2 separate regions of the Danio rerio genome follow, and region 2 is linked to region 1. A link is a contact called in public Hi-C data. All regions are on one chromosome and are shown on one strand. Each heading gives the region's core, a stretch centred on a gene start, on an enhancer-like site or on the middle of the called end of the contact. The rest is flanking DNA. Distances are from core to core; before and after follow the strand shown.

The links. Hi-C and Micro-C count contacts between places; a contact is called where the count stands out from the background.
Region 2: a Hi-C map of embryo shows a contact between it and region 1, with 1.6 times the contacts expected there. The contact joins the promoter of tnrc6ba here to the enhancer-like site in region 1.

What each region holds. Positions count from the first base shown.
Region 1 is chr12:20,890,585-20,894,519 of GRCz12tu, reverse strand. It overlaps sh3bp1 (SH3-domain binding protein 1), which reads right to left. Exons shown (of 18, transcript XM_021474252.3): 9 at 2,466-2,556; 10 at 2,249-2,385; 11 at 1,983-2,094. Among named protein-coding and RNA genes, the nearest start is that of sh3bp1, 18 kb to the right of the region's middle. Within about 2 kb of position 2,234, at least 3 of the 62 cell types and tissues checked have an H3K27ac peak or open chromatin away from gene starts, as enhancers often do.
Region 2 is chr12:20,945,242-20,949,176 of GRCz12tu, reverse strand. It overlaps tnrc6ba (trinucleotide repeat containing adaptor 6Ba), which reads right to left and starts at 2,186. Exons shown (of 21, transcript XM_068224758.2): 1 at 1,916-2,186; 2 at 663-750. The coding sequence starts at 719. It overlaps si:ch211-141o9.10, which reads left to right and starts at 958. Exons shown (of 8, transcript XM_068224759.2): 1 at 958-1,206. The coding sequence starts at 1,108.

The DNA of each region.
Region 1 (3,935 bases), core at 985-3,484:
TGCATTGCTGGCGCGTTGCTATTTTGAGGAACTAAAATAGACTGTTTAATAAACCAGCTTAGAGAAGGTATATAGTCCAGCGCAGAGCGCGTTAGTTGTGCGCCTCGCTTACACATTGCTTAATACAAACAGGATGTAGAGCAATACGCAAATATCTTTACATATGAAAAATAATTTAAATATTAAAATATTACAAAAATTATTATTTTCTAGCCTACATAAATATAAAAACCAACGCCTCCATGCCTTCTTCATCTCTGGGGAAATTGTTTGTTTATTCATGACAATATGCTTTGGTATAATTTTATTATTAGTAGTAGCATTATTTATTGTATCCATATTTATATTTGTTTTATTAAAACAAGCTTAGATTTGCCCACCTGTCAGGTTTTAGACCATATGGGGCACAGAATTTAGAAATAGTTTTGAAACAAATCTTTGTGCTTAATAAATGAAATAATTATGTATAGGCTAATTGATGTCTGTGCGCACAACAAGTTTGCTTATCCAAGAGAGTGAAAGTAAATAATGAGGAGGCTCATCTCTCATTCTCACACTGCAGATGCTCTGTTTAACTGTTTTCTCGATAGTGAAGGGTTTCTTTTTTTTGCGTCCTTTAAATAGCAAAAGTGGATTCGGACACGCCCTTAATGCTTTTGCGTCCTACGTCCTGCGTCCTGCGCTTTGCACTTTGCACTTTGCACTTTGCGTCTGGATAGTTAAAATAGAGCCCTAGATATTATCATCATCTTATGTTAGCGTTAACACATTTTTTCAATCTGTTACTATTTAAAGCACATCCCCTCACAGAAAAAAGTGTCAGTCATTAAAAACTTGGTCTGGCCAATTGTTAAGCTTTTATAGTTAGTGAGGGGAAGTAAAATGTCCCCATCAGTGGGTCTTTTTCATATGTCACTAAATAAGTAAAAACAATTAAGCCATCATAAGTAACTAACTAAACCTGTACATGTAACATGTTTTTTGTGTGTGATTTAAGGGGACAATTAATGTGTTTCCATTGTTTTTATACTGTACACTCAAAAATGTGGTTTGCTGTTTGTACAAACTGCTTATTTAAAATGAGCTTTTTTTTCTGCGACAACTTTGTTTTATGTTCAATCCACTTAAATTTCTAAAAACTAATAAAGCAACTTAATTCCTTCATGCTGTTCTAAGACAAATCGATTAAGTGGAACCCAGCATTTTTTACAGTGTACAAACTGAATTTTCTATTACCCAACCCTATCCCTAAACCCAAACCTCACAACAAACTGTTCATGTTTTCATAAATGGTGACCTGGGTTATATCCTTACTTCATAAGTCAACTTCTCCTTGTGAAACACTTAATTATAGAAATTTGTGTCCAGAAAGGTCTTCCACACACACAACCGCTAATTTACTTTCAATTCACCTACTGTATACCGCATGTATTTGAACTTTGAAGGAACCACAGAAATCACATCCAAGCACAAAGAGAACATGCAAACTATACAGCTGGGACTCAAACCAGCAACCTTCTTGTTGTGACACCATGCTGCCCCTCAATTACTTTCATTCATTCATTTTCCTTCGGCTTAGTCTTGTATTTATCAGCGGTCACCACAACAGAATGAACTGACAACTATTCCGGTATATGTTTTACACAGTGGTTGCCCTTCCAGCCACAACCCAGTACCGGGAAACCTGGAGGAAACCCACGCGAACGCGGGGAGAACATGCAAACTCCACACAGAAACGCAACTGACCCAGCCGAGGCTCGAACCAGTGACCTTCTTGCTGTGAGGCGACAGCACAACCTACTGTGCCACTGCATCACCCTAATATTCCTCAAAACGCTGTTGTCATGTAAATGAACTGCCAAAAACTAAATAAAGCTAAAAATGTTTGCCATGTTAGGTGGAAAGTCATGCAAAAGCCAGAAAAAAACTCAGAACATTTAACATTAGTCAGACAACAACAAAAATGTTAGCATAAGTCTCACCTGCAACAGCATGAGGGTCAGAACTAAACTCAGTGTGGTCGACTGTGCCTGAATCCAGACTGCTTTTCAGTTTTTTCATAACAGACGCTGCGGCTGCTAGTCTGAACAGCCCCTAGATGACATGTGTAAAGACAGATAGCAGATATGAGTCAGAAAGTGAAACAACATACTGAAAATACAAGGCCTGCCGCTCAGTGGGTGTGCAGTTATTTGTGTTATAGTGCAAAGCTGCATATGTGATCTCAGACGCGTATGTGTGTACATACCTCCTCCCTGAGTCCTGTACGTAACAGCATGTTCACACACTCCTCAATGGGGACAGCAATCTTCCTCCTGCAGCTCTGAAGGTGAGACAGCAGCGGCTCTCCAAATACCTTATTTTCAGAGGAACTCACCAGCGGCTCTGTAGTCAAACAGACACACATGGAAATGGTGGTACCGCAGAGGTCTATCGGGTGGTAAATATCCTTTTCTTCAGCTCACCTGTGTGGCTGTGACTCTCCTTGAGCTCAGTTATGTTTCTCTCCAGGAAATCATATGAAGCCTTGTGATATTCAGCTTGTAGTTCTAGAAGCTGTCAGAAGATCTCAGTTAGCGTGCAGAAACATTTATGAAAAACGAACTGATTATTACAATTAATATTAAGTAATTGATTCATAATTAATATTAATTAACACAAATAAGTCAAGACATATGAAAAGAAAAAATAAATATAAATGTATGTATTTCTTGAAAAAAAAAAGTGCATCAAGAACTCACACAAGGTGTTGCAACATAGGCTCATTTTGAAAACAGAGCTCTAAACTTATACATTTCTGGAGATCGCAAACTATGTAGCCAGAAGTACGTATGGCTGCATTTCGAATTTAAAACGAACGCTATGGGGCGGTATGATGGCATTCCTTTTCGTGCTTATTGGCTGACCGTTTACCTCCCTATGGACGCCTTTCCTGCTGTTACCAGTTTGTCTAGTTAGTTCACTATGTCTGTCAGCGGACTTGAGACTTGAGTCGAATTGACCACAACGACAGTGTTCGAGTCCGGTGAAAAGCGGTTCCAAAATACGGTCAAGACAAAAATAAAATAAGCAAGTAAATAACAGGATGAGAATGTGGTAAAATCTGAAAACTAGGTAAAAATCAGGTGAGGGCTTTTCTTTTTCTGGATTGCTTTTTAAAACTGTCGGAAGGCTTTAGGGCAGGGGTCAACAATCAACAAAAAGGCCGGTGTCCCTGTAGGGTTAAGCTCCAACTTGCCTCAACACACCTGCCTGGATGTTTCAAGTATACTTGGCAAAACCTTGATTAAGTTGTTCAGGTGTGTTTGATTAATGTTGGAGCTAAAATCTGCAGGACACCGGCCCTCCAGGAACAAGTTAGGTGCCCACTGGTTTAGAGAATTGGGTGGGCAGGTCAATCTGTGTTTTTTAAAAAAACACTCTTGGTTGGGTTTAGGGAAAGAGGAGGGTGGGTCAGTCGATCAGTCAGTCAATCAGTCAGTCCGATTTACATGAGAACAGCAGCTGCGAATGGCACTCATAAGAGAGATCTGAATTTGAAACCTCAAAAAGCAAACACAACGGACTCACAAAAACTGCAAAAAACCTAGCTCTTGAGACGCATTTGGCACTCTCCAGAAATGTATATACTGGTACATTTTCAGAATAAGCTAATAACTATAGATACATTAACATGTTGATTTAAACTAGAAAAACTGAAATACTATTTTCTTGTAAAACAAACTCAAATAAATCCATAAATACTAAATGTACATTTACTCAACAACAATTAACTAAAACCAGTTTTTCATTCTTGTTTTTAGTATTGCCGTTTTCATATATCCCCTGTGACAGATTACAGAATTGGTGGTACATTTGAAGCATTTTCCATTCCTGTTCCTTAAACTGGGCTGACATATCACAAAATATTTAATTTGCAGTAAACTGAATCCATT
Region 2 (3,935 bases), core at 937-3,436, 55 kb before region 1:
TCTCTTAACTACATTCCACCGCATTTAATAAAATTATTTAAAGTAGCCTTTCCCACTAAGAACAATAAAACTTTAATGACCATTATAACTCCATCTCAAAACTTCACAATTGTTCAGTGAAGCTGAGAGGAAATTCACATGCAGAAACCCTCTTGCACCCCTGACAGCAAAATGGAAATATTTTTATAGCATGTGATATATATAGGTTTTGCAATGAGAAAAAAAAACTAATTAAACAGCCAACATAACCTATCTGTGTTTAGCACATATATGTCAGAGTATCTGACAGGACAAGCTGGCCCAAAACAAACATCTCAACTATATCTTACACATTCTTTTCAAGGATTTAGATATGGTAAGCAAGATTATATTGAGATCAAACCTAAAGCATGAATGCTAATTAAGTGATAGCAATCAATATTTTCATGAACAGCCAAGCATCAGTATTTCTACAATGATACTTTGACAAACATGTACCAGAGGCTTGGTTGATGCAGTTAACTATTAATACGACGTTATTCTCTAGAAAGGACTTCTACATTTACAGCATAAAAAGTGAATCCAGAATGCTATTTCAATTCTGAAAATGAACACACATCTTTTCAAAGACGGTATGTGCTTAACTTAATAGTCAGAAATAATTAATATAACATAGCAATTACCTTCTGCGAGGTTTCCCGTTTCCTTTTATCTTCCTTTTTCCTTTTCTTGTCTTCCATGAACTGCTGTTCCCTTTCCTGGTGCTCCTTTCTTGAAAAACAAAACATCAAAAACTAGTGTTCAATTGTAAAACTTTGTAAATGTAAATAAACTGCCATGTAAATAATGATGTAAATAAATGTAAATAAACTGCCAATTCCTAGTATACAATACCAAGGATCTGCAAAATGCATACGTCTAGTATCACCTTCAACCAGTTCAGGCACTAAGAGGTGCTGCTGTGTTATCAAACCAAATGCATAACAGCACAATACACAACAACGGCACCAATCACATGATCAAGATATCACCAATCTTTGTAAAAATAATTTGAACGAAGGCTCGAGTGGAGTTTGAACCTGTCATTAAAAAACGGATGCCAATGAAATTCATACTGTGATCTTCATAATGGGGGAAACTCTTGCTGCTATCTGTCTGGAAGCCTGCAGTTGGCAGGGCAGAGTTGTTGGACAGGCGCTTCGTCCGTCCACCCGCCCATTTCCTCGGGTAAAATTTAAAATATAGCATACATTCCTTACGTCGGCTATACGAACAATTCGAGCAAAAACAACTGTTAAATCCAGTGTTTTAACGGCACTAACTGAAACACACCGAGCTAACGCGTATGCTTTAGTGGTCCTGCCAATCTCAGGTGTATGTTACTCAGTTAACGTTAGCTAATTTGCTAGCAGAAGATATTAACATCCTAAACGTGAACCTCAGATATTTTATTAAATTCTCCCTGAAGCCAGAGTCTATTTACGTACGGATCGTAACACAAATCAAAAGGGTAAGCAGCTGTCAAAACAAAATATGCATAAATATGCAACTGCTCAAATATGGGCAGCAGCAACGTTAACGTAACGTTAGCAAGCCTGGACTAATAGTCGTGATATACATTGCCTAGCTAAACTCAACTTATACTTATTTTAACGCAGACATAACTCAGATCCATTAGTGTGTTACTATACAACAACGAGTATGTTTTCATGATTGACCAGCGGAAAGCTAACGTTAAAGTTGCATACAGGCAAATGCTAACTGGCTGCCTGGCTAATTTAACTAGCGACAGAGCTAGGGCTAACAGATGTCGACGAAGAAAAACTGTACCATACTAAAACGCTTTCACGCAACTGCGGTTTTTCAAAATGCATATTAGTGTCATTAGTTGCAAGCAACATTTCACATGAAATGATTTTTAAAATAAAGCACTTACCTCAGGAATTACATGCACCGCAGCTAGTCTTCTAGCTACAGCTAAAGTGCTTAAGTGCGAATTTCTGGGTTTTGAGGCAACGTGAAATACAATACTCCATCAATATCTATGAGCTAGTCATGAAAACACTCCTTCTGTAGGTTTTAAATATGAAATACGATAATGTAAACGAAAGAGGCGGAATCTATGTTTAAAGCGCTGTAAAGTCAGTTGGTTGACGGTCGGCCATTTTACTGCTCGGTGTGAATGTGTGTGTCTGGACAGATCTGACGGAAGGGGGGCAGCCGAGGGAGATTTTTGACCTTCAATATTAAAAGTCCAATAACTCTTTAATTGGACGTTCTTTTAATAAATAGAACATATTTGGCATGAGACCTGACTCATTTGCAGTGAATGTTAATTATACGTAATGTTACGTAAGGTAGCCTACTGCTTTTTTGTAAAAATTGTTAAGGCTATCTCAGTCTGTCACAAGAAATTTCATCTTACTTAAAAAGAGCGATGCCTCACAATAAATACTAACGTTAAATGTACATATTTGCAACATTTGTTAAGGCTACCCCAGTCTGTCATAATAAGTTTTATGTTTTTATAATTTAGATAAGGTTTTAGATTTTTAGTACACAGAGGCCTTTTTTGAATCAGCATCAATTTGTATAACGTTACAGATACTAAAATGATGAAGAGTATAAATAATAATAATAATAATAATTTGTAAAATGTGTTTTTAAATACATTTTTATGTAAAATCTCTTTTCAGCTTTAAGACCTTAAATATTGTGTGTAAACACACACATATAATTATTAGAATAATAATAATTAAATAAATAACAAAATAAATAATAAATAATTATTAGAATAATAATACATATTCCTCCCTGAATTATTAGCCCTCCTGTTTGTTTTTCCCCACTTTCTGTTTAACAGGGAGATTTTTTTCAAGACATTTCTAAACAGAATAGTTTTAATAACTCATCTCTAATAACTGATTTATTTTATCTTTGCCATGATGACAGTGAATAATATTTGACTTGATATTTTTCAAGACACTTCTATACAGCTTAAAGAGACATTTAAAGGCTTAACTAGGTTAATTAGATTAACTAGGCAGGTTAGACTAATTAAGCAAGTTATTGTATAATGATGATTTGTTCTGTAGACTAAAGGGGCAAATAAGTTTGACCTTAAAATGTTTTTTTTTTTTTTTATTAAAAACTGCTTTTATTCTAGTCAAAATAAAATAAAGACAAAATATTATCAGGCATACTGTAAAAATTTCCTTGGTTTATAAGCATATTTTGGGAAATATTTAAAAAAGAAAAAAAAATCTAAGGTGGGCTAATAACAATTCTGTCTGGTTCTCAAATCTGATTGGCTGATAGCCATGCGATATACCCGTAATAACAGCACTTGCACTTGTAAAGCCTCTTCACCCTTCTGTAATATATACAGTTGAAGTCAGATTTATTAGCCCCCCTTTGAATTTTTTTCTTTTTTTAATAGTTCCCAAATTATGTTTATAGACCAAGGAAATTTTCAAAGTATGTTTGATAATACTTTTTCTTCTGGAAAAGTCTTATTTGTTTTATTTCGGCTAGACTAAAAGCAGTTTTTAAGCTTTAAACTATAGATTTTTTGATAGTCTATAAAACAAACCATCGTTATACAATAACTTGCCTGATTACCCTAACCTGCCTAGTTAACCTAATAAACCTAGTTAAGCCTTTAAATGTCCCTTTAAGCTGTATAGAAGTGTCTTGAAAAATATCTAGTAAAATATTATGTACTGTTATCATGGCAAAGATAAAATAAAGCAGTTATTAGAAATCAGTTATTAAAATTATTATGTTTAGAAATGTGTGGAAGAAATCTTCTCTGCATTAAACAGAAATTGGGGAAAAAATAAACAGGGGGCTAATAATTCTGGGAGGCTAATATATCTGAATTTCAACTGTATGTGTATATATATATATATATATATATATATATATATATATATATATATATATATATATATATA